Regions from separate parts of the Mus musculus genome. Here all the other regions are linked to region 4. The links are chromatin contacts, called in public promoter capture Hi-C maps. All regions are on one chromosome and are shown on one strand. The core of a region is the stretch at or near the end of the contact, and the rest is flanking DNA. Distances in the headings are between cores, read along the strand shown.

Region 1 (3,655 bases), core at 779-3,278, 2.2 Mb after region 4:
TCCAACTAGATACTGCTGTGCCAGTGCTAAGGATGGCTAGCTTCTCTTTACGGTTTACTTGTAGACCATCTCAACACAATCGGAAAAACGCAGCTCTCAAGAGAAACTGAACACCTTTCGATCCTGGTGCGAGTTAACTCCTAGAAAGGAGGAATCATGAAGAATCCAACCTCACAGAGGCAGAAGGCCAAAGCACCAGGTTAAGAGGTCACGTTGACTGTGAAAGCTTGAGATTTTTTTGGAGCAGGACTGGAGCAAAAGTCGATGTCCTGCTACCTACCAAATCTTGATTGATGCGCTGAGGATGGGAAGGGCGCAGGAGCAACTAGAATGTGATGGGTGAGATACAAGTGAAAAGGCCCTTTTGTAAGCTCCCCATGCCTAGCCCACACTTGCTCTAAGCTAGACTAGCTCTCTACCAGTGAGGTACCCTGCCAGCCCCCCAACCCCACCCCACCCCCGCCCCCGGGCAAAAGGCTTTGAAGAGCTTGGTAATTTAGGGGTTTAGACCTGGCTGCTGTTGCTAAAATGGGATTAAAAGAGACAGAGATTGATTGAAGATTAAGTGTTATTCTGGCTGGGCACAGTGGCACACATTGCAGCCTGGAGGCTGAGGCAGGAGGATCACCCACAAATTTGAGATCACATGGGTTACAGTGAATTCCTGGTCAGTATAGGTACAAATTGTTTAAAACAAGAACAAAACGTGCTATTCTGGTAAGAAGCGTGGTTTAGCAAAGGAATCTTCCACAGTAATTAAAAACGAACTAGCAAAGCAGGCTTCGTGGATAAGAAAGCTGCAGCCTGGAATGCAGAGATGGATCAGCGGGTTACACTCTCAGCACCTACGTGACTGCTGTAACTCCAGTTCCAGAGAATCCGATGCCCTCTTCAGGGCTCCTCAGGCGCAGTCACACTCAGTGGTGCACAGAAAGAAAAGCAGACAGAAACACTCACATACGTAAAAAACGAACATGTTAAAAATTTAAAACCTGTGAGGCTGGAAACAGCTGTACTGCTAGGAGCAGTGGCTGCTCTAGCAGAGGATGCAAGTGTGATTCCCCGTACTCACATGGTGTTTCACGACCGTCTATAACTCCAGTTCCTGGGAATCAGACACCTTCTCCTGGCTTCTGCTGGTATGTGTATACACACAAATACACACACACACACACACACACACACACACATAAAAAAGAAAAAATACAAAAGACATTTGTAACCACACAAAGAGGGCCTGGACCCGCATTTAATCAGAGACATAATCTCTGAGTGATGCTTACTATCAGTCTGCATGAATCTGTCTCCTCTACCCTGACCAAGATAACACCAAACCGCTGCTTCTTTCCAAGCTAACTTCATTTTCACTTTCACAGTAATGAGGAGTAAATGTCCCCATGCCTGGAAAAACAAGGAGTACACTTCATAGGACAACGAGAAAGAAGAAAGTTAGGCTATTTTTTTTTCCGCAGTAATGTTGGGTCTCTATGTATGCAACAACAATCGTTTCCTGCTTTTATTCCCTCGCCTTCCCTAAAATGAACAAGTCTGGGGAAAAGGTCAAACCGGGAAGGTGCGGGCTTGGTAGCCTGGGGACACACCCCTCGCGACCAGCCCTTCCACACACATAACCTACTGGAAATGGAGCGCCGCGGATGGAGAGGACACTGGCCGCCACCGGAGGGGCAGGTTTGACAGGCGACGGCCACCGGGGCTGCCTGGCGGGGAGGGAGCGCGTACAAAGCAGCCCTGCGGTGGCAGCTGCGCTGTCTTTTTGTACGGAGGGCCCTCACTCTGAGGTTCACACACAGAACTCAGAGCCATGCTGGGCCTCTGGGCTCTGCAGCGGGAAGACGGAGGATGCAACGGGGTACGCGGTGTCCACTCAGCGTCACCGACTCCAAGTCTCTCAAGCCAACTAAAGACAAACCTACGCTGCCCCCGCGACAATTTCCTCAGTGCAAGGGACCAACTCACCTCTCAGAGCGGACCGGCGCTAAGCAGCCGGAAGGATGCTGCGCAGAGGCCTGTGGGAAATGTAGTCCATGGTGGGAAAGACTGGGCCAACGCAGCGGAGTGCGCAAGCGTGCTCGGGGCTGTGATGGGTGGAGGCCTCTGGGTGTGATCTTGGACCAGCTGGAAGGGCTAGGAGATTCCGCTGCCCTCTGCCCCCAAATCCCCACCCCAAACCTAGCTCACTGGGCTGGGGGTTGTGTCGTTGCCCTACCAGGGCTGAGAACACCATCATCACATTATCACATGCTTAATATGTGAGATAAGCATATTCTCACCCCAGCGAGGGTGTAGGCATGATCAGGGAACTCAGTAAAATACATTCTCCAAAGGTGCAGTCCCACATCTACCCAGGGAAAGGTTGCTCAGGCTCCTTGGAGTTCCCGCTGCCTCTGCTTTCTCCCACTGTCCCTTCTAGCCGTTGTGTATATTGGTCTAGTCGTTGGTATTGGCCTTAGGTTTTGTTTTGCAAACTGGAGATGAAGCCAAGACCTCTAAGACTGGAAAGATAATTATGCTTTCTTCTATCACAGTGGTTCTCAACCTGTTGGTCGAGATCCCCCCCCCCCTTGGGGGTCAAATGACCTTTCACAGGGACCACCTAAGACCATCAGAAAACACAGATATTTACATTAGGATTCCTAACAGTAGCAAAATTACAGTTATAAAGTAGTACCGAAAATAATTATATAGCTTGTGGATCACCACAACATGAGGAACTGTATTAATGGGTCGCAGCTTTAGGGAGGTTGAGAACCACTGCTCTAACATTTTCTTGTGTTTGTGCCAGGCCTCATCCGGTCTTCAGGAGACTGAAGCATGCAGACTGCAAATTCAAGATGAATGGAAAAAAAAAAAAAAAAAAGGAGGACATGACTGCTCCCAAGGGATTGAGATCTAAGAGAGAGCACTGGCAGGGGCGTCTGAAAGTAACCAGGGTGGCCATGACTGCCGGACTAAATGGGGCCATGTGAGGGGAGGGGGTGGGGTGTAGGACAGGCTAGAAGCCAAGAGGCCAAGTGCAGCGGGCAAGAGGTAACAAAAGGACCTTGTGCCCAAAATGACTGGGTTATACAGGAATCACAGAAGCTGGGAGATGGGAAGCCCAGGCCTGGGCTACAGAGTTTGGGATAGTGGGGGGCAAGGTATATCAGCCAGGATGTCTCTGTAATAGGTGCTGGGGATGTTGAAAGATCCTCATCGATCCTCTTGTTTCTTTCCAGAGCGCTGTTATTACAGGCATCCGTCAACATTCCCAGCGTTGGGACGTTAGTTTTAGGAACGTGACAATTGAGAGGCTGGTGAGATGGCTTAGTGATTGAGAACCCTTGCGCTCTTGCAGACACAACACATATGATGGTTCCCAAGTGTCTGTAACTTCAGTTGCAGAGGGCTGGTGAGATGGCTCAGTGGGTAAGAGCACCCGACTGCTCTTCCGAAGGTCCGGAGTTCAAATCCCAGCAACCACATGGTGGCTCACAACCACTCACAATGAGATCTGACTCCTTCTTCTGGAGTGTCTGAAGACAGCTACAGTGTACTTACATATTAAAAAAAAAAAAAAGAACAATAAATAAAGGGGTGGATGTAGTGCACACTTGTATGTAGTCAAATATTCATACATGTAAAATAAAAATCTTTT
Region 2 (3,486 bases), core at 174-2,673, 2.5 Mb after region 4:
TTCCTCCAACTCTCCGAACACCCTGGCCAGATGTTAGCTCCACTCCCTAAAGTTCCGTCTTTTCCATCTCTTCTACCCAGGCAGGCTTGCTGTAATACCATTCCTGAGTAAAGCCTCCCTAACAGCCAGAGTCCCGGGATAGGCCATTCCCTTTAACCTCTGTATTAGAGCCTGACCCCAGCAGTGCACCCCCAGATTAGCTCTGCGTAAGTATCCCTAGGACTGCCCATGTCTGTCCCAGCCCCTCAGATGCCAGCTGAAGCTCCCACAATGTAGTAGCCCTTTATGTCTTAAAATGCAGCATAGGCCCTGTCTCCTCCCAAAGAACTGGACACACACACACACACACACACACACACACACACACACACACGGCGGGCCAATAGTCTTGTCCCCAGAACCTATAGATTACCACTCCTGAGGGCCTGCTGACCCTTGTCCCCTGACCAGCTACGGATGCCCGCTGACTTTTCACACACTCCCAAACTCTGGATATCCATTTACCATTATCAACTGATTCCCGCAGCCCAGGCCTCCTCAACGGCCCATCACCTCGCTGCTGGTGGAACCACGGAGCCTGCTGGTGCTCCGGGGCACAGCTTACACACGCCTGCTCCACGGCATCTCAGCTACCCGTGTGGATGAGCTGGACGCCACCTCGCTGCCACCCAATGCCACCGCTTGCAAGTCAGCGCTGCCCGGAGCCCACCTGGTGCGCGGCACCCGTGTCTCACTGACCATTCGCCGCGTGCCCCGTGTGCTGCGCGCCAGCCTCCTGCTGAGCAAGTGACCACCAGGTTCTAAGACCTTGGAACCCTAGGGCAGAGGTAGCTGTCCAGGGTTATTTATTTCCCCAGTAACTATGGAAACCATGGAGAAGACACCATTCCAAATAAACAGAAAATACCTTTACTCGTTTTGGATTTTTTTTTTTTTAACTAGATGGGAAGAGATACTTCAGTTTCTTTCTCTCTGCCCCCCCCTCCCCCTTCAATACTGGAGATAGAACCTAGGGCTTCTTGGATGCTAGACAAATGCTGTACCACTAAACTACAACCCAGGCAACAATTGCATTATTTTTTAGTTTTGCAATAGGGCTTCCATAAGTTGCCTAGGCTGGCCTTGAACTTGAGACCAGCTTGCCTGAGGTGACAGGCTTTAGCTGCCAGGTGCTGGGACTTTTTTTCAGTATCCTTATACCTGAGACTTTAAATGAATGGGACGGGCCCTGAGACACAGGTGTCCCTGAAGGTGACAGGATCCAAGGTCTTGAGATGGGTGACGTTTTCTCTCAAAGCCCCACGATGGCGAGCGGGTGGTATTGGAAGGTTTAGGTTCTCCTGCTGGGGAGGAAGGAGTTAAATGCCTCCGCACCTCAGCCAGGCATCAGATTTCTCTAGTCCAGGTTCTTCCAGGAAGGGGTGGAGCTAGGCTGGCCCCTGGGCCCCTCAGTAGCCTCGGACTTAGGCTGTGAGTCCTGCTGAGAAAGCATGGGGGTCTGGACTGTCTAAGAAAGCGGCTGCTGTTACTGGACATCCTCACCTGACGATCCCCAAGTGCACGGCCATGGCCCTGGTTCCACCTCTTGGCCGTGAATTCCCGCCAGAGCCTGTGAATTGTCCCCTGGCAGCTCCTAGAGAGCTGGATGTTGTCGGAGGGACCATCTGCCCTGCACCTGAGGAAGAGACAAGCAGGTGGGGACTGGGGCTTGATAGTGGTTCCGAAGGAGGGAGGGAGGGAGGGAGGGGTCTGTGGGAAGGGCCATGTGTGACTGACTGAAGAAGGACATGGAGAAAAGTGGGCATATGGTGAGGTGGAAAAGGAGACACTGTGCCTCACAGGTGGCCCATCAACCTTTCTCCTCTCTAGGCCAGAGCAGGTCCAGGCCTCCTTGGGCCTGCCTGAGCATTGCATGGGTGAACTGAAGAGCACTGAGTCTGCCACCAGCCCCTCAAGACTCCCCCTGGCCTCTTCCCATGAGCATCAAGACGGGGGCAAGCCCTGTGAGGTGAGCTGAGCACACCCTCTGTTCCAGTCCCACTTCCTGTCTGTCCCCCGGAATCTGCCCCTTGCTCAGATGATATGATTCTGGGGGGTGCTGTGGAGGAAGGGACACCGTAAGGACATCTGGTTGCCAATCAGTATTTCACTTATTTTTAATCGTTTTGTGTATTTACTCTGTGTGCCTAAGTGTGAGCAGGGATACAGGCACATCATGCGTGCCGGTGCCAGTGTCTCTCAGTCACTTTCCACTATGTGACAGAGTCTCCCATTGAACCTGGCTAGGGTGGCTGGTGAGTGAGCGCCACGAATCTGCCTCCAGTCACTGACCAGCCGGTGCCACATGCTTGGTTCTTTGAGCACTTGCTTGTACAGCAAACATTTTATCAACTGAGCCATCTCCCCGGTTCCCCCGACCTCCTTATTTGAGATATGCTTTCACTGTGTAGCTCAGGCTGCCCTTGAACTTTCAGTTCTCTTGCCTCAGAGAACTGGAGTTACATTTTATCATCTCCAAGCTGGACATATTTCCACGTTTTACCAAGTAGGAAATGAGAATTTTATTAATAACCCCATTCCTTTTGGGGGTACTCTGCTCCATTATCCTTCCTAGTTTAGACCCATATAAAGACCTTTCTAGAAGGCTCGGGAACCTGGAAATCTTAAATTAGATGTCTTCAGCCTTGGTGTAAAGGGCTGCCAAGTGGGAGCAGCCCAAATGTTGGTTCTCGAATGGGTGTGGCTTCAGAGAAACATCCACAAGGCAGCAGCCTGCTTGGGAGTAGGGGTAGTGTCTTGGCCCATTGGCCCTGATTTTGGTCCCCTGGAATCTCCAGCACTCTGACTCTGGTTTGGAAGTACTAGAAGCTGAACAGGACAGTCTACATCTTTGTCTGTTGAGGTTGAACTTCCGGCTGCAGGACCTGGAACGAGGCCTTGGGTCTTGGACGCTGGCCCACAACAGGATTGTCCAGATGCAGGTAGGCAGTGGGAGGCCAGGTTATAGGGGAGTGGGTAGAGTCCTTGGTATGGGTGTAAGCTTTCTTGAATAGAAAGTGGGTTTATTGCATATTCTGACTTCTGCACAGGACATGAAAGACAAAATAACTCCAGGTTCTGGGGTGGGGGTGGGGTCTGGTATCACTGTCGTATGTGAGAGTGTCTAGCCATGTGTTCCAGGCCCTGCAGGCAGAGCTACGAGGGGCCGCTGAGCGCGTGGATGCATTGCTTGCATTTGGTGAGGGCCTGGCAGAGAGGAGTGAGCCCAGGGCCTGGGCATCCCTGGAGCAGGTCCTGAGGGCCCTTGGAACCCACCGAGACACCATCTTCCAACGGCTCTGGCAGCTGCAGGCCCAGTTGATCAGCTATAGCCTGGTATGACCTGCCCTGGTAGTCCCCAGCCCAGACCCTAACCTCCCCAACTCCCATGACATCTGTCCTCTGCTCCAGGTGCTTGAGAAGGCCAACCTCCTGGACCAGGACTTG
Region 3 (3,700 bases), core at 1,052-3,551, 2.4 Mb after region 4:
ACCATCTGCTCTTGCGGAGGACCCATGTTTGGTTCTTAGCACCACAGGGCAGCTCACACCACTTGTAATTCCAGTTCTAGTGTCCATTCCAGACTCCATGCATATACACGCCCACAGGCCAAAACCCCATACACATTCAGCCAAACAGATAAATCTTAAAAGAACAAAAAGAGGAAGGATAGAAGGACAGCTGTAGTGAGATGGTTCAGGGAGACAGAGATGGTGGCTCCTGTACTAAACCTGGTTCTCTGAGTGAGCCAGAGGACCACAGTGGGAGGAGAAAAACAATTGTTGACCTCCAAGCATGCGGTCATACCCATGTGTTTGCACCATGGCACATAATAAATATAAATGAAACAAAAAAAAAGAAAAATTAATTATTGACACTTGTAATTTTTTTCCTGTTCTCACAATCAAACTTAGGCCTTGTATTTGCTAAACGGTCTCTCTTTCATTATTTTGAGTGTCTGTGTGTCGGTCTGAGGACACCGTGGAATTGTTCTCTCTTCCCTTTGCGTGGGTCCAGGGACTAAACTCAAGTTGACAGCCTCCATGACCAGCCTCTGACTTTTTTTTTTTTTTTTTTTTTTGTTGTTGTTGTTGTTGTTTTTCGAGACAGGATTTCTCTGTATAGCCCTGGCTGTCCTGGAACTCACTTTGTAGACCAGGCTGTCCTCGAACTCAGAAATCCGCCTGCCTCTGCCTCCCAAGTGCTGGGATTAAAGGCGTGTGCCACCTTTTTAGTTTTTCATTTTTAACAGAGTCCCACTGCTTCTCTTAGGCTTGCCTCCTAACTCCTCCTGAATGCTGAGATTACAGGTGTGTTGGGCCCACCATAGGCCACGGTGGTGGATGACACCTTCAGTAAAGATTTGGAAAAAGGAATGGACAGAGTTTAGCAGGGAGGGAATGAGTAGGGAAGGTGGGGAGAGGCTGAGGGCAGAATGATGTGAGCTGATACACACAGAGGCCTTCTGTGTTCTTGCTGCTCTCAATCGGGCCAGAACTTGATGGCTCACCTCAGTTCTTTACAGTGTTATACTTTTGTCCTCTCCATGGAACATTCTCTAGATATCAGCTCAAATACCCATTCCTCAAGGAAGCCTCTTCAGATATCCCCAGGTAAAGCCTGGTACCTCTGATGAATTTCCCGTGAGCTCCCTCCCCCTAAGCCAGTTCAGACAACTCTGGTTTGTCACTGTCTACTGAATGTCTGCTTCTGACCAGGCTGAACTGGGGCTTCCATGTGGCTAGAGCCTATACTGGTTATCACACTGGGCAAAACATGGTATTTGTTGAAGAAATAAATTAGTGAATGAATGTGGGGCGGGTCCCGGGAAAGGGTGTCCTCACATGGATGCGACAGCCGTCATCCACAGGATAGGAGCCCAGCAGTGCATCCTCCTGATCCAACTTGCTGTAGAACTTGTCGTCTGCTCCATATAGCTCCAGTTCCATGCAGGAAGCAGGGCTGCCCACCACCAGCTCCAGTTTACACTGCAGTAAAGAGGCAAGATGAGGAGAAAGGCTGTCAGAGGCCTCATCTTCAGACTTTGATCAACAAACAAGTTCCAAAAAGACCCACCTTGGACCAGTTCCTTCTGGACCCGCCCCCTCGGCTCTCTGGAGTGTCTGATTTTTCCCGGGTCCTGCCCCTACTCGGTGGACTCTGTTCTCCGGGGCTCCCAGGCCTGGGAGGCTGGCTGTCAGTCTCTGCAACCTTCCCTCCAGGTTCGCCCACTAGTTTTCAGCCCCCTACTCCCTTTTCTTTGCCCCGCCCCTCCGGACCCCGCCCCCACGGCCACACCTTGAACTCTGCGATGGTGAGGCTACGACTGTATCGCTTCTCCGAACGGAAGCTGTTGAGGGAGCTGCTGATGAAAACCATCACGGTGGGCGCCGATATCCCCGTCACCTCCATCTCGCTGCGCCCCGGAGTGGCCCGCGGTGCGGTTCAGCCGTCTCACACCGGCTCCGCAGTGGCCGCCGCTGCTTCTGGGATATAGGTCCCGCCCCTTGTTCTGGAGCTGACCAATGCAAGTTCTCCACCTAACATGGCCAGCCAATCGCTGCTGTTCTTTCTCCACGGACAGGCGGATTCTCGGGTACGTCCAACCAATCCCGAGAGGCCTTCCGTGCACGGGAAGCAGGAGAGGAGGGCGGGAGGAGGCCGAAGCCGGGAAGAATGGCTGGAGTTGTCCCGGTCCGCCGAGTGTAAGTTCGGCGCATGTGCACTGGCCTTGGGCCAAGAAGAGAGCAGCGGATTCTCTCGTTCACGCTCAGCGCCTTGCGGATGACATCGCGCATCATAGTCCCAGCCCTTGTCCTAGATCCATTCCACTCGGAGTTGGGAAGCAGGTTCCGAAATCGGGAGTGAGTAGCAGAGGGTATCAAAGGATCGACGCAAGCCGTCAGCCAGACATCCATAAAAAAAAAAATAAAAAAAATAAAAAAATAAGGAACCCGCGCATGCGCGCAGCATCGCCCTAGTTTGGTGCAGCTTCGGTGTGCGACCCTTCCCGCGTTCCGTAGCGCGCCCGCGCAAGCGCAGAAGGCTCAGCAGCCCAGTCGCTATGGAACCCGACGGGACGTACGAGCCTGGCTTCGTGGGTATTCGGTTCTGCCAGGAATGGTGAGGCCCGGGCAGTAGGTGTGGGAAGGCAGTGAGGACTGGCTCCAGGGCTGACCTCTGACCTCCCCTCCCCACAGTAATAACATGCTGTACCCCAAGGAGGACAAGGAAAATCGCATTCTGCTGTACGCGGTGAGTACCGGCAACCCTCTCGCCCGCGGGTTCACGCCTTCCCTGCGCGCTCCCTGCTGGCTCCCCCACGCTTTCGCCTCTTGACTACCCCTCAGCACACCCTCTCTCCCATGTTGTCCATGCCCTCCTTGGGAACACCCTGCCTTCCTGTCCAGTCTTGTTGGAGATCTGATCTGTTTGTGACACTCCTCCCACATGCTCTCCCGTCTGCAGTGCCGGAATTGCGATTACCAGCAGGAAGCCGACAACAGCTGCATCTACGTCAACAAAATCACGCACGAAGTGGAGTGAGTGGCGGGACCTCGCTTGGGGCACGGGTCACCTCTTAGGACACCCGGCCTGACCGCTAATTACTTCCCTATGCCTGCAGCGAGCTGACCCAGATCATCGCAGACGTGTCCCAGGACCCCACGTTGCCCCGGACGGAGGACCACCCGTGCCAGAAGTGAGTACGCAGCTGGCATAGGGAAAGAGGAGTGGCTGTGCACAGAGAGGTCTTTCGCGGTTTAGTAACTGAACCATTCCCTCAGGTGTGGCCACAAGGAGGCAGTGTTCTTTCAGTCACACAGTGCCCGAGCTGAGGTGAGTGGCGGCTGGGTGCTTGGGGGGGTAGGGGTGGGGGGGACACGCCAGTTTTGGGTTGATCCTGTTTACTCAAATCAAGATTGGGAAAGTTTCTTTGATCGTTTCTTTTGGTCCTCACACTATCCTCTGGGTCCAGACCCTGACTGAACGTTCTTATTGCTAGGACGCCATGCGCCTGTACTATGTTTGCACTGCCCCACACTGCGGCCACCGCTGGACTGAGTGATCGTTCCTTCTTCCACCTGTAATAAATGCCAGTTTCTACACTAGTGTTTCCCGTGTTTATTTCTCTCGTGGGTAGGGAGCAGCCAGTCTTATCAGGTCGTGCGGTGTAGGGTGCGGTGCTGCGCA
Region 4 (3,560 bases), core at 489-2,988:
ACATGCAGCTGGCTGTGCCTCCCCATTGCTGGGATAGAAGGCATTGCTACCACGCCCAGCCATGTTTACTGTCACTTGATGACTGACTTGCCCTCTTTATTATCACTGGCAATGTCCTTTGGCCCAAAATCTGCCTCGACTTTAAAATCAAATTTAGTCTCCTTTTGACTATGTGAGGATGGTCACTTTGAATCTGCTGGAGTATTTATCTTTAACATTTTTTCTGTAGTAAACACATGGCTGGGTCTGACTTGTTTTTCAATCTAATGTGACAAACCTATACTTCGGCGTTTAGATAATTTACATTTTACTGCGGTTACTTTTATTACTAGCGTGGTCTAGTCTCGTCAACATTTGTTTACTCACATTCTGGAAAATTCGTGTAAATACAGGAGACAACAAAAGTAGTTTTGAAAGTTCAATAGTGTCACGTTACAATAAATAGGGTTTTCTAAAAACACGTGTATGTTTTTGTTTAGGCTACCTGGACATGCTAGTCCTTCATCCACTCAGTCCAACATGATGTAAGTGACTGCCTAATGGGCACAGCTCTGTTGATGCATACCGATCTGGCTCTCACTCACATTCTCCCGTCTAGATAACAGATGCTATGGTCTGACTCCCCTGCTCCCCAGCATAGCTGCAGCCATTCTGTTCTATGCCTGCCAGCTATTTCACAGTGTTGCTGTAACATGCCTGCCAGTCACTGACATAGAGAAGTGACTGAGCTCAGGGACACGCTGGCCACATACCCTGTTTTGTTCTGTGTGCTCTCAATGATCTGTATGAGGTTTGCTTATCTTATTTCACAAAGCTGTATGTAGGACCCATTGAATCAAAGGTAAATAGCAACTGTTATGTCTAAAATATCTTGAGTAAAGCTGACCACTGGGCAGCTCTTCCTGTACCTGCATATGAGCTCAGTGTTTTTTTTTTTTTTTTTTTTTTTTTTTTTTTTTTTTTTTTTTTTGGGGCTGACATTGAAGAATGCTGCTAATAAGCCAAAAAGTTTTAATACTCATGTTCTGTTATCTCACTGTTCTGAAATTCCCCAGTTCACCACCCATCCACCCCCCACCTTACTCAGGTCCTATCAGCTTAAAGGTTGCTAAAAATATACTTTGCCTAGGAAGCCAACAGCTCCCCTCCCTGCCCTTTAAACGTTTGAACCTGGTTTCTCATATAAAAAGCCTACCCTGAGAGCAGACCAGTACTACAATTAGGCTCCCGAGTCCTTTTTGCAGTCCTGAACTCCAGTATTATGGTACGTGTTTAATACACTAGTCTTGCTTAACTGAGATTGGTGTATGTATATAAGGTTTGAGTGGCGACTTCCTGAACTCCAACACAGCGACAATGAACCCTGGGAGTGTCTAGAACTTCTGTTTCTCTCTGAAATCGCTAAACTACCCACGTTCAAACCCAACAATTCTTTAGTTCAGTCTTTTCCAATTTACCATAGTCCCCACCAGAGCACAGCGAGGTGGAATCCCACTCAGTCTCAAGCAAAGATACAGCCAATTACAGCCTGATTTGATCTTACTTCTTTTGAACTTTAAAACTTCAGTTTGTCTGTCAGCTCCACAGGAGAGAAAATCAGTTACTAGTAGAACCCGGAACTATTTTGATCACAGGAGGGAGCCTCCCCTTTAAAGTCGGGGAGTACCCCCCTCCCCCTGGGAACTCTCACAAGCCACAGGACGCAGCTCTCAAATGGGCTGGGCCAAGTTGCATGCTGGGATCTCTCTGGAGCCCTGGGCTTCTCGGATCTCCGGTAGCGAGGGCTGTAGTTTTCAGGGCCACCATGGCAAGAAGTAGTGGATAGGCTCTGGGTGTCCTGGTGCCGCTAATGCGGAAAGTCCGATCTTTCTGGTCGGAGGAAGAAATCTCTAGTTGGCTTCGGTCTCCACGTAAGGCGGGAACCAGCCGGCTGGGTGTGGATGTGGACCGCGGTGTGGGGTGGTTGTGTATTTATGTGTGGGGGGACGGTGCTGCTGCAGGTGGTGGTGGTGGTGGTGGTGGTGGTGGTGTGTGTGTGTGTCTGTCTGTCCGAGTGTGCACACTTTGAGCTCTCTGCATTATCTCTGTCACCCAGTGTCACCCGGCTTGTTGCTCTCTGCTCCTACTTTCTCCCCTGGCCACAGGGGCTGAAGCAGAGGACCAAGCTTCTGAGAGAAGAGTCCGCACTGAAGGGAAGCTTTCCCTGAGGCCCAGAGTTGAGCATGGGAGGAGCATTTCAGGCCGGAAGAGTCTCCAGGGTTGCTTAAGAGAGCAGGCAGCTACTTGTTGAGCCCCAGGACTTTCCCAGAGCCCTATCCTAGCCACGTGAGTGTTGACAGAGTAGCAGAAAGTGCTCCCTGAGGATGCTCTCAGATATAGTCTGGGATCTCGCGCTTATTCAGGCTCCGTGCCTCAGCCATTACAAAGGAGGGCTGAAGTAGAATAAGGACTTTATTGCTGCACATCAAAGATTAAAGAATGAGCTTGTGCTTTGTTTGAAAATGAGGTTTTAGTTTTAGAATATGGAATTGTCAGTAACTGAAGGAGGGACAGGCAAATTGATACCTCCACCATTGTGTCCCTTACATTGTCCCTTCCCTTTCCACTTAGTATTCGCATTATCCTTCCAATGACATCCCTTGACATCGTCTCTCTACAATCACTTCTTTTTCTGAACAAATTATAGATAGGAGTCTCCAGAGGTTAGCGTTAGGGCTTTTACATCCCGATCTGTTAAATTGGCGCCTATTTCAATGGCATCACTCATCCTATCTTTACAGGCCTGCCTCTCAAAGCAGCAGAAAACTGCAGGTGGTTGACTATGTCTGTTCACCATTTCAGCTGGGAAAGTGATAGCACTGAATTTGGCATCTTTGAGAGCTAGTGATTTTCTGAGTGTGTGTGTGTGTGTGTGTGTGTGTGTGTGTGTGTGTAATGGGTAACACTGGCCAGATCCAGATGAGCAATGCCGTCCGTGGCTGATAGTGGGTGTGGATCTGTGGTATCAGGTTGAAGTCTTGGTTCTGTCCCCTCAGGCTCTCCAGGCCTGTCAGGAACCTTAGGATGCCTGTGGTGAAGCCTGTTAGTGCAATGCCGCCATATCCTAAGGGCCTGGTGTGCTTTAGTTGTTGCTCTGTGAGGCCATCTTGGGTTCATTCCCCTCAGTGTTCTGCAGGACAAGGGAGTGTGAGAAACAATGCGATTGCTGGGCAGTGGTGGTGCACACCTTTGATCCTAGCACTTGGGAGGTAGAGGCAGGTGAATTTCTGAGTTCCAGGCCAGCCTGGTTTACAGAATGAGTTCCAGGACAGCCAGGGCTACACAGAGAAACCCTGTCTCTACAAAAAAAAAAAAAAAAAAGCGGCCCAGGTGCAGGGCGAGCTGGAGCTCAGGGTGGAAGATGGGTCCCTTCTGCTGGCCTCTTCTGGAGGAGTTCAAGGCAGACATGTTTGTGCCCTGCACTCCCACACTGCCCCCTTGGCCGTGGGTTGTCTGGGTTAGGGGGGGATTGGCTTTGTGTAGACTCCTGTGTGCTTCCAATTTGTGTGTGGGAGGCTGTG
Region 5 (3,246 bases), core at 105-2,604, 2.1 Mb after region 4:
GAAACAAGAGGAGGTATGAGGGAGGAAATGGGGTACATTACAGCATTGCCAAACAGTTCTGCATGAACTTGGTTTATAACTTCAAGAGGTTGAAAACAGAAATTAATCAGGATATATATATGTGTGTGTGTGTGTTGTGTGTGTGTGTTTAAATGGTATACACTTGAAATGTGTAATTGTTGATGTCAATATGTTAACAACATCAATGGTTAAATAAGAGCCGTAAGTTACAGAACTGTATATATGATGTTACTGCTCTTTTTTTTTCTTTTTTTTAGATTTGTTTATTTTATGTGAGTACACTGTAGCCATCTTCAGACACACCAGAAGAGGGCATCAGATCCTATTAGAGATGGTTATGAGCCACCATGTGGTTGCTGGGAATTGAACTCAGGACCTCTGGAAGAGCAGCCGGTGCTCTTAACCACTGAGCCATTTCTCCAGCCCGTTACTGCTCTTTTAAGAGGCCATGCTCTTTATATGAGCACATAAATGTACGCGTTCATGCTCACGAGTGTAAAGAAGTCAATTTGTCAGGAGCTGCATGACTGACTAGGAGAAATAAATAATTTTTAGTCTTTGGGCTTTTCTGTATCTTGCTATTTGGGAAATGGAGTTGGGCTGCAAGGCAAATGAATTTCGCCTGTCATGTACACAAGACAGTTTGTCAATACAGGAAAATAGTCAAGTCCTGGAGATACTGATGCTTCATATAAAAATATTTTCAATTATTATAAACGGCTAAAGGTAGCACTCGTTCAAACGCGGTCTTCACACATCTCCACACAATCCTACCCGCCTAACTTCCACCCACAGAGTTTTTCATTAATGCATTCATTCATTATCTCAGCCATCACATGTGCACCCACGTTCGTAAAGGCACATAAAGGATAACGAGCAAATTATAGTCACATCACGGCTGCTGCAAACCGCAGGCATCCCGTCCTCTACCCACACCCGCGACCGCTCTACAGGGCCCTGGCTTCCACCCAGCACAAAGAGTCCTGGCCTCCAGCTCACGGCTTCCGGGACTCAACGCTGAGCCGGGCCACGGGTCTCGATCCCCCAACCCGACGCCGCCCAAGGCTCACAGCCTCCGGGCTACGGCCTGGTGCTGCTAGGCTGGGAAAGAAGACCCACAAACCTGGGTCCGCTAGGCGCAGGGTAGCACTTCCCAGAGGGCCGCGCGGCTCGCCGGGCGGGTCTGGCCTTCGGCGTGCGAGTCAGGAGAGTGGCCAAGGCTCGGGTAAGGGCGCGGCGCTGCGGCAGGGGGACCGGCTTGAGCCTGGGCGGGTTTTGTAGCAGCGGCTACCCCGCGGCCTGGCATTCACAGCCTGGGGGTGCAACTTGCAACTGAGAAGAATCCGAAAGGATCCCTTGCGTTCTTGCTTTGAACTACATTTCCCAGAGCCCTTCGCGGCCCGAGACCTGTGCTCACCCAAATGAAAAACTGGCCCTCGGCTATGAGACTTTCAGGGTTAGGGAGTCTGAGCCAGGAAGAGAGCACGGCTGAGTTTGTTTAGTTCCCTTGGATCAGGGCTCTCTCCCGAGATTGTCTACCTCTTTATGATGGGGATGGTCCTCCGGAGTCACAAACTCTTGGTAGCAGGCAGAAGGAGGAGTTACGTGAATACGTGTGTGTGAGAACTAGACTATGGGGTCAGGGTGTGGAGTTTATAGAGTTAAGAGACCTTGAAGTTCAGTGACATTTAAAACTGTGTGAATTTGCAACCACTTTTGTAATCATGGCTGGGTGTTCTCTTGCAGCGTTTCATTGCTATCTTCCAATTTTGTCAGAAACATGCTTTTGTCTATACTTCGTAGACTCCTTGTTCTGACCGACAGTGTTACTGGACTGTTAACGTAGGATTGTAAACACCATTGCTGAGCAATGTCTACATACTAACTAGATCCTAAGGAAACGGAGCCATTTACTAGTCAACTAGACCCTTGTACCAGTTAGCCGTTCTCTCTCCATCAAAACAAAACAATCACCACTGGGGAGGGGGACGTTATTAGATATACGTTTTTACAAATACTTTCCACCCTTGCTGTAGGAGTAATTTGTCCTTTTATTGTCCTGATAATACTCTTTAGTGAACAAGGGTTTTTTGTTGTTGTTGTTGTTTGTTTGTTTGTTTTAAAGGTTTATTTATTTCTACTTGACGTGTTTTGAGTATTTTGTCTGCAGTTCATGCATGCAATACACAGAGAGACCAGAAGGGGGCATCCGATTCCCCGAAACTGGAGTGGCCTGTGCTTGTGAACCACTCCCTGAGAGTTCTGGGAATGAAACATGGGTCCTCTTCAAGAGCAACAAGTACTCTTGATGCCTAATCTGTCTCTCAGCCCCTGCTTTAGATAGATAGTATAGTGTACATAGTTCCTTTATCATAGTATTTAAGCAACATTATTTTATTTCACACAGAATATAGAACTCTAAGCAATAGTTTGTTTCTCTTTTCCTTTCATAATATTGTTGCTGTCAAATAAACTTCTTGAATTTGCCATCGCTTGACATGTAGCCCAAACTGGCCTCAAGCTCAGATAAATCGCCCAGCTTCTGTTTGACAGGCCCACCCCCATCCTAACTTTTATTTTCTGTCTATCCCAGCACCACAGATAGCTTCTCCCATACAGTGTTGGTTCCTAATCAGACACCACAGAGAATTCCATACACAAACACATATCCATGATTCTAACCCTTCAACGTTTGTCCGACTCAATCTGACACTCTCCACAAATCTACCACAGCACATTTAAACATCACAAATATCATATATACTGTGAACACAATCAAGCACACATGACTCCAGAAATGTTTGCCTAACCCAGCAAATCATGTTTTCCACTGTTACACTCCAAGAATTGTGTACATACATACACACTCAGAGAGTTAGGTATTATTCTCAAAATCTTGAAATTTTTCCTGAAGAAAAATACTATGTGTTTGAATGAAGTACAGAGTCAGATGAAGACAATACGGAGGGCATGGCTGAGTGGCAGAGTGCTTGCCTGGCATGCTTGACAACCTGGGTTCCATCCCACAAAAAGATCTGTGAAGGGACTAGAGAAAAGGCTTAGCAAGGAGCTGGAGGGATGGCTCAGTGGTTAAGAGGAGCACCCTCTGCTCTTCCAGAGGTCCTGAGTTCAATTCCCAGCAACCACATGGTGTCTCACAACCATCTGTAATGGAATCCGATGCTCTCTTCTGGTGTGTCTGAAAACAGTGACAGTGTACTCATA
Region 6 (3,272 bases), core at 773-3,272, 2.3 Mb after region 4:
AGGCACAAACATAAATAAATGATTTAAGAAGCTGACTTTAGAACATATACTACACTCATATGTGTAAGTTATAAAGTAAATGGGGTTACTTGCCTTTGGCCTATCCATTCTAGTACCCCCTATCCCACAGTAACAATCATTCTGTGTGTGTGTGTGTGTGTATACACACACATCTATCTATCCTGAAGCTTTTTCCCCAATAGAAAGAAATTCAAAGACAGCTACCTTATTCCTGACAAGTCTATATTCTGAACCTTGTCCTACTATGTCTGAGACCTTTCAGTGTCTATATAAAGCTCCCTCCTCATTCTTCTGCACGACCACTGGATAAGCTTATTATCATAGGTCAACCGAACCATCCTTTAATGGATGAGCATGAAATGTTTCTAATACTTTTCTAGGCTAAACTTTGCTGTCACGAGCAAACTTGTGTCTGTATTGTTTCACTCAAACATAGTAGATACATTTGTAGCATCAATTTCCAGAACTGTGGGCTAGGGATATAGCCCAGTCAAGAGTCAATACACATTACCTCCAAAAAATTGCAACAAGCAAACCCTCACATTCTAGCTGCTTTTCTTTGGGGGATTTCTTGTCATTTTGTTTTTGTTCTTCAAGACAGGGTTTCTCTGTGTAGTTAAGGGGTCCTGAAACTCTGAGATCCAACTGCCTCTGCCTCCCAAGTGTTGGGAATTAAAGGTGTGTATGTGTCCAGCTTCAGTGATATTTAAAAAACTACTTTTGTTTCGTTTTTTTGTTTTTTGTTTTTACAATGTATCAACTAGTGGCAGCTATTCATAAATTTGAAAGCTACCCACTTGCAAATCTTAATCAGGTACTGCTTAACTTTTACCATTAGGAGAAAAGCCAAAGCTGCGGATGTCTTTAATGACTGCCACAGCAGGGAGAAGTAGTTTTTCACATGTGCTACACAATTCACAGAACTGTACTCGTGAAGGAGTTATGACATCTACGATATAGCACAGTAATCACTAAGTTTTTTTCAAAAAACTAAAAACATGGACCAGTGAGAGAGCTTGGGGGGGGGGGTGTGCAAAGGCGCTTTGCTTCCAAGGCTGACAACCTGGATTCCGACCCTAAACCCACATGATGGAGGACAGAACCGACTGTGGCAAGCATGCCCACACAAATAAATGTATATATATATATATATATATATATATGCTTTAAATGAGGAACTGTGCCTAACCTAAATCTAAATTAGACCCCTTAATCCTGGGTTTTTAGTGAAATGACGCTCTTCAAACCGAAACTCGAATTTGCCTAACAGCTCTATTAAAGTACCTCAAAAATCAGAAATGAAGTCTATGGCTGGCACCCCCGGGACAAACAATTCCAAACCAAATGTTTCCTTAATTAAGCATGACAGAGTAATCTGTATTCTACCTCCATTCATAAACAACCGCGTTTTAGTACACAGATCGTCTTTTAAAATCTAAACATGTTTACTAAGGCTTTCTGCACATATCACGAAATGCATTTGCGTATAAAACTCACCATCAATAAATACAGTTTTAAAAGTATTTAACCCTTAGCTTCATCCCACCTTTCAAGTAATCAAATAAAACGGATGCTCTTCGGGAAGATGGCCCCGTTATAATTATCAGCACTTTCGACTCGGGAACTACCGCGCAGACGTGATACTTCAACATGGGTCTCCTCATTGCCTCGTGAAGCATAGCCACCCACAATCCTACACCCAGCTCCACACCCACTCAATCATTCCAAATAGTGGGTCAAACTTTGCAGTCAAATTCGGTCTCAAACGCTCAAGCTTTCCTCAGAGGCCCCCACCTCCGCCTTCACCAAGATCCAATGCTCTTCAGCCCACTCCCTGAACCCCGCGCTACACCTCCAAAGATCGGAAACACTGCCCTCCAACCTCCCGAACCCACCGACCCAGGACGCCCAGATCCCACCTCCTACTTTGGCGCCACGTGGACACGACGGCCGTGCTGACCCGCGGACAAAGACCAAAATGTCCACTCGCTGCCCCTGCGTCTGCGCACTCAGGGAGTGAGTGAGCACTCCCAGAAGTCTCCGCGACATCTCAGGGCTTGTTCACTGAAGCCTAGCCAGGCTGTTGTCTATTATCAGCAATACTGCTTTTACGACTTTGGACTACACTTCCCACAAGGCACTGCGGGTTGCTTATCCGTCTCCCACGCACAAACCTGGCCGCCTCTTGTGATTTGGGGTTTCTTAGAGTAGATTGTTGTCACTTGGACCCAAATAAGCTCACGCCTGGTAAGATGTTTGGAGTGGGGACTTCCTCTTTGGTACTTCACGGGCGGCGTCTCAATAATACACTGAGCCCAGACCCCAAGGTGAAAGGACACCATCTTTGTCCGGGGCTGATGTGGCTATGGACTACGTTTCCCAGAGTCCATAGCGAGCTGACATTGTAGCTCAACTTTGATGAAACCTTTACCTTTGGCTGAAGCAGGATGCGCGCGCCTTCTACTGAGACCCAAGGTAAATGGTCTGGGGAGTACTGAACGGGGGTGGGGAACAGGCGTGTCCTGAACGGGGTTGTGCACGCTGAAGCAGGACTGGGCTGCGGGATTCTAATTGTGGTTTTGATTGTGGTGGTGACCGGTTGTCAGTGCTTACAAGTAGTGTGCTGTTGTAATCACCTGTCTCCAAGGTGTATATCTGATTGTTGCTGTGCAAACATATGTGATGTTATGTGTTCCGGGATCTTGTGGTTGTGGAAGTGGTATCCCGTGGTCCTGTAGTGTGTTGTGTGCTCGATAACCTTTATTCCTGGGGTTGTGTGGATATAGTTGTAGCTGTGACTGTGTATCTCTGGGTTAAGTGACCTTGTGTAGTACTGTGTGCAGTGTTCTGTGTCCGTGGCTCTGCGTCGGCAGTGCGTGAGTATCCTTGTGTTCTTGGAGAGAAGGGAGAAAGAAGGAGGAGGACTTTGTGACAGTGTGTAATACTGTGTGTATGCGGGTGTGGACTATCTTTGCTAAAGAGTGACTGGCCCCTGAGTGAATGTTCAGTTATGGCTGGATGATGCAGAGTACTGTGCCTTCTGCGTGCCACCATGTGTGATTGTGACTATGTAAGGAGGACCTTTAGGGATGTTAGGGAAGTGATTGTACCACAGTGGCAAGCAAACTGACTGGGATGCCTAGGTGGGTAAAGTTCTTGTGGCACAAGTCAGTTGTCATACTGTGTTTGTAATTATCCTGTAATCCAAGCTCCTACAGAATTCAGAGACAAGCATTTCCAAAACCTCTCAG
Region 7 (3,176 bases), core at 150-2,649, 2.7 Mb after region 4:
AGGTTCTCTCCTCCTCATTCCTCATGTGTGTTCCTTCAGAAAGCCCTCTCTGTCCATCTAAGGCTGTTTCAGACAATTGTCTCCATCCCATCCTGTGGGCTTTCTCCATCCCATACTACACAACTATACCTGAGCTTATCCATCTCACTCTGAGATGCTTCCTGCAAGGAACTCATCTCTCCCTTTGGAAATAGGGCCCCAGGCTGACACCCTCACCCCCACCCCCGCCAATGCCCAACAGAGATCAGCACAGAGTTAGTACTGTATGTATGATTCTTCTCTGGGTCCCTGACACGCAGTGCCAATCCAGTTGCACGGCATAGACTGGGCAACTCTGATGAATAAAATAACCAGCTGCCAGATGGGGATTCGGGGATTTGCTAGACTGGGCTTTTTCCCTCCTCCGTGTCCCTGCAACCCCAAGTTCATCCCTGGGTCTCACCCTCAGAGTCTGTCCCCTGCCAGCCCATGAAGCTCCCCAAGGCAGGATGGGATCTGACTGTTTCTGTGCCTGGAGCATGGGGCCTGCACAGAGGAGGTCTCAGTGAATGTCTGTGGAGTGAGGGAATGAATGGATGAATGAGCGGGAGCAGTATGGAGGAGGGGAGATGAAGACAAGGAGATGGAGAAGCCCCAAGGCTCAAGTGGAACGGAGGCGGGAGGCGCGATGTTGGCCTCGAGTAAGGATCGGGAAGCGGCGGGAGAGACTTCGATAAAGGTTCAGATCGATGTCGGTGGAGGGATTGAGAGCGCGTGGCGTGGGATGAAAATGAAGAAGAAAAGGGTCAGGCAGGGGATGGAGTGAGATGGGGGTGGGGCTCAGGAATGAGAAAGGGGCTGTTGGGAGCAGGAGGTGGTGGTCGGGAGGGTGACTGGGGATGAGGATGCTGAGGAGGGCGCTGGAGTGGGGGCTGGTTTCCAGGGAGCCTCGGCAGACGCCTGCAGGGGGGAAGCCCTCATGGGGCGCGCGGGTCCTTCCCTGAACCAGCCCCCTTTTCTCAAGTCCGGATCCTCCGCCACTGTCACCCCTTTTTCAGGGCCCAGAAGGGGGAGGGAGGAAATGTGCGCTGAGGGGGCGGGGTCGAGGCCCGGGCCGCGACCCAGGACCGCACCGAGGTGGAGACCGTAGGGGACCGCGAGGAAGGGTGAGGGGCGGCGCGCAGGCCGCGGGCTCGGGCGGGGCCGGGGGCGGGGCGCGCAGGGCGGGGCCGCGCGGACAGACTGGCACGCGGACACACAGACTGATGGCCCCGAGGGCCCCTCACCACCATGGTCGCGGTAGCCTCCTCAGACCCCGGCGGCTTTCGAGCCCTCGTTCGCAGTCCTCGCCACCGCCGCCTCCGCCGCCATGGTGACACAAAGGGGAGGGCGTGAGGCGCGCGCGGGCGGTCGCAGGCTCCTCCCCTAACGGCTGCCGGGGGGGTCTCTGGCGCGCGCCCCATGAGGGGCGGGCCAGCGGGCACGCGGAGGCCCTTCTCATTGGCTCCAGTTTTGGCCTGAGGGCTACGCCCCGCCCACAAGGCGGCTGCTTATTGGCTTTGAGTGCTGCTCTACTTCCCGCCCCCATCCCCGCCCCGTCTCTCCAGTCCCACCCCCCGAAGTTTGACAGCGCCACGCCCATGGATGGTTGGCATTGGCTGTCAGGGCCCTCCTGAGATAAAACCCTGTATTCTTTATGCTCCGCTGCCGCCACTTCTCTCCTTAAGCAGCCTGCCCTTTCCTCCCGCGGTCGCTCCTCGGACGTGCTTCATTGGGTTCGCCTACGACTATCCCCCACAAGCAGCCTTTTCGAAATGCGGGTCCTCCAGTCCCCACGCTGTCAGTCCTGATCCTGACCCCGCCCACAAGCTTTTTGATCTCGCACACCCCGCTGTGTCCCCACCCTAGGCTCTGTGCGACTTGGCCTCCCCCTATTCACTGGACATCTTTCCTTGTTTCCCTATATTCGCTTATTTGAGGCTAGCCTTTGACATCTTTTTCTAGGAAAAGCTTCTGTATGGAATGCTATGACATTCATGCCTCTCAGAAAGCCAGGTGCAGTCTTTTTTCTTTTTTTAAACGATAGAGAAGTGCCTAGAAAGCATTGCAGCCACACCCTTTCCGGAAGGATGCTTTCACTGATCTGGACCTGAGCAGGCCTCTCGTTTCGGTAGCACGCTCCCGGTCCAGGCTTTTAAAGACTTTGATTATTTAATTCGGGGATATACCAATAATCAAAAAAAAAAAAAATACAGCCTTACCCATATGGAAGCTCAAAGGCTAGTATGAACTAGGTGATTTCGGTTTGTAATCTCAGCACTGGAAAAGTGGGTGCAGGAGAATCATGAATTTGAGGCCAGCTTGAGCTGCATAGTGAAAATCTGTCTCAAACAAACCAAATTAGGGACTGGAGAGATGGCTCAGCAGTTAGCACTGACTACTCTTCCAGAGTCCTCAGATTTCTACTCCCTGTTCCAAGCACCCACATGACTGTTCACCAGCTACAGCTCCAAGATGTCCAGAAGATGCTCTCTGTGGGCACTAGGCACACATGGAACCCCCAACATATACACAGGCAAAATACCTGTATGCATTAAATAAAAAAATTTAAAACCTCCAAATCAAAGGCTGATGGGGGAAGATAATGAACAAAATAAATATAAATATGTATCATCCGAGAGAAAAGCTAGTTGGGATGGCGAAATATGGAAAGTGCTGGGTGGGGGGAGGGAATAAGTGTAATGAGTGATGATGCTACTAAGTTTTGGGGGTGGTTTGTTACCCAGCCACAGTTAAGATGGCCTCGGTCAAGTAGGTAATCTCAGCTTAAGTGTGACTTCCTCGGGCAGCCTTCTAGTGCCCCCTCTTAACTTGATCAGGATGTTATTGTGAATATCTTCTATTGTTCCTTGTGTCTAAACAGCTACCTCCTTATTGATTCAATCAAGTGTGTGGTTTGTTCAAAAGGATGAAAACCCACATTTATCTTGTTTCTGACATAGAGAATTGCATGTCAGAAATCTATCCCATTTCCCTTCATAAATCCCATACATATATCAAAACAACATTGATCTCAGATTAAAGAATCCCAGAAACCCTGTCTTAAAAAACCAAACCAAACACACACACACACACACACAAAAACCCTCAACCTAACCCTCATCATATATAGTTGCCATCATTTTATTTATGAAAAG

The links. Promoter capture Hi-C pulls out the DNA fragments that hold promoters and counts their contacts. Capture Hi-C pulls out chosen DNA fragments and counts their contacts.
Region 1: a contact with region 4 is called in a promoter capture Hi-C map of liver, with 3 times the contacts expected there. The contact joins the promoter of Zfp14 here to the promoter of Zfp607a in region 4. A contact is called at or near these places in 3 of 39 promoter capture datasets (hippocampal neurons and liver) and 1 of 9 other capture datasets (liver).
Region 2: a contact with region 4 is called in a promoter capture Hi-C map of cranial neural crest. The contact joins the promoter of Syne4 here to the promoter of Zfp607a in region 4. A contact is called at or near these places in 2 of 39 promoter capture datasets (cranial neural crest and hippocampal neurons).
Region 3: a promoter capture Hi-C map of liver shows a contact between it and region 4, with 6 times the contacts expected there. The contact joins the promoter of Polr2i here to the promoter of Zfp607a in region 4. A contact is called at or near these places in 2 of 39 promoter capture datasets (cranial neural crest and liver).
Region 5: a contact with region 4 is called in a promoter capture Hi-C map of adipose tissue, with 5 times the contacts expected there. The contact joins the promoter of Zfp74 here to the promoter of Zfp607a in region 4. A contact is called at or near these places in 1 of 39 promoter capture datasets (liver), 1 of 115 datasets of contacts at active chromatin or transcription factors (large pre-B cells) and 1 of 9 other capture datasets (adipose tissue).
Region 6: a contact with region 4 is called in a promoter capture Hi-C map of liver, with 6 times the contacts expected there. The contact joins the promoter of Zfp146 here to the promoter of Zfp607a in region 4. A contact is called at or near these places in 4 of 39 promoter capture datasets (the C10 cell line, hippocampal neurons and liver).
Region 7: a promoter capture Hi-C map of cranial neural crest shows a contact between it and region 4. The contact joins the promoter of Arhgap33 here to the promoter of Zfp607a in region 4. A contact is called at or near these places in 2 of 39 promoter capture datasets (the 3T3-L1 cell line and cranial neural crest).

What each region holds. Positions count from the first base shown.
Region 1 is chr7:30,049,368-30,053,022 of GRCm38.p6, forward strand. It overlaps Zfp14 (zinc finger protein 14), which reads right to left and starts at 2,029. Exons shown (of 5, transcript NM_178733.5): 1 at 1,978-2,029.
Region 2 is chr7:30,313,393-30,316,878 of GRCm38.p6, forward strand. It overlaps Syne4 (spectrin repeat containing, nuclear envelope family member 4), which reads left to right and starts at 1,424. Exons shown (of 8, transcript NM_153577.2): 1 at 1,424-1,694; 2 at 1,870-2,008; 3 at 2,838-2,981; 4 at 3,181-3,375; 5 at 3,451-3,486. The coding sequence starts at 1,567. It overlaps Alkbh6 (alkB homolog 6), which reads left to right. Exons shown (of 7, transcript NM_198027.3): 7 at 527-911. The coding sequence ends at 790.
Region 3 is chr7:30,229,773-30,233,472 of GRCm38.p6, forward strand. Polr2i (polymerase (RNA) II (DNA directed) polypeptide I) reads left to right here and starts at 2,302. Exons shown (of 6, transcript NM_027259.1): 1 at 2,302-2,632; 2 at 2,710-2,764; 3 at 2,978-3,051; 4 at 3,135-3,209; 5 at 3,295-3,346; 6 at 3,513-3,615. The coding sequence starts at 2,574. The coding sequence ends at 3,575. It overlaps Tbcb (tubulin folding cofactor B), which reads right to left and starts at 2,425. Exons shown (of 6, transcript NM_025548.4): 1 at 1,808-2,425; 2 at 1,354-1,497. The coding sequence starts at 1,921. Ovol3 (ovo like zinc finger 3) reads right to left here. Exons shown (of 4, transcript NM_001289817.1): 4 at 3,525-3,700. The coding sequence ends at 3,667.
Region 4 is chr7:27,858,847-27,862,406 of GRCm38.p6, forward strand. It overlaps Zfp607a (zinc finger protein 607A), which reads left to right and starts at 1,739. Exons shown (of 5, transcript NM_001024726.2): 1 at 1,739-1,910.
Region 5 is chr7:29,952,711-29,955,956 of GRCm38.p6, forward strand. It overlaps Zfp74 (zinc finger protein 74), which reads right to left and starts at 1,355. Exons shown (of 6, transcript NM_178384.4): 1 at 1,145-1,355. It overlaps C230062I16Rik (a long non-coding RNA gene), which reads left to right. Exons shown (of 4, transcript XR_003946630.1): 1 at 1-1,246.
Region 6 is chr7:30,167,719-30,170,990 of GRCm38.p6, forward strand. Zfp146 (zinc finger protein 146) reads right to left here and starts at 2,023. Exons shown (of 2, transcript NM_011980.4): 1 at 1,941-2,023. It overlaps Gm5113 (predicted gene 5113), which reads left to right and starts at 2,157. Exons shown (of 3, transcript NR_157376.1): 1 at 2,157-2,496.
Region 7 is chr7:30,533,661-30,536,836 of GRCm38.p6, forward strand. It overlaps Arhgap33 (Rho GTPase activating protein 33), which reads right to left and starts at 1,400. Exons shown (of 22, transcript NM_178252.3): 1 at 1,266-1,400; 2 at 443-552. The coding sequence starts at 520.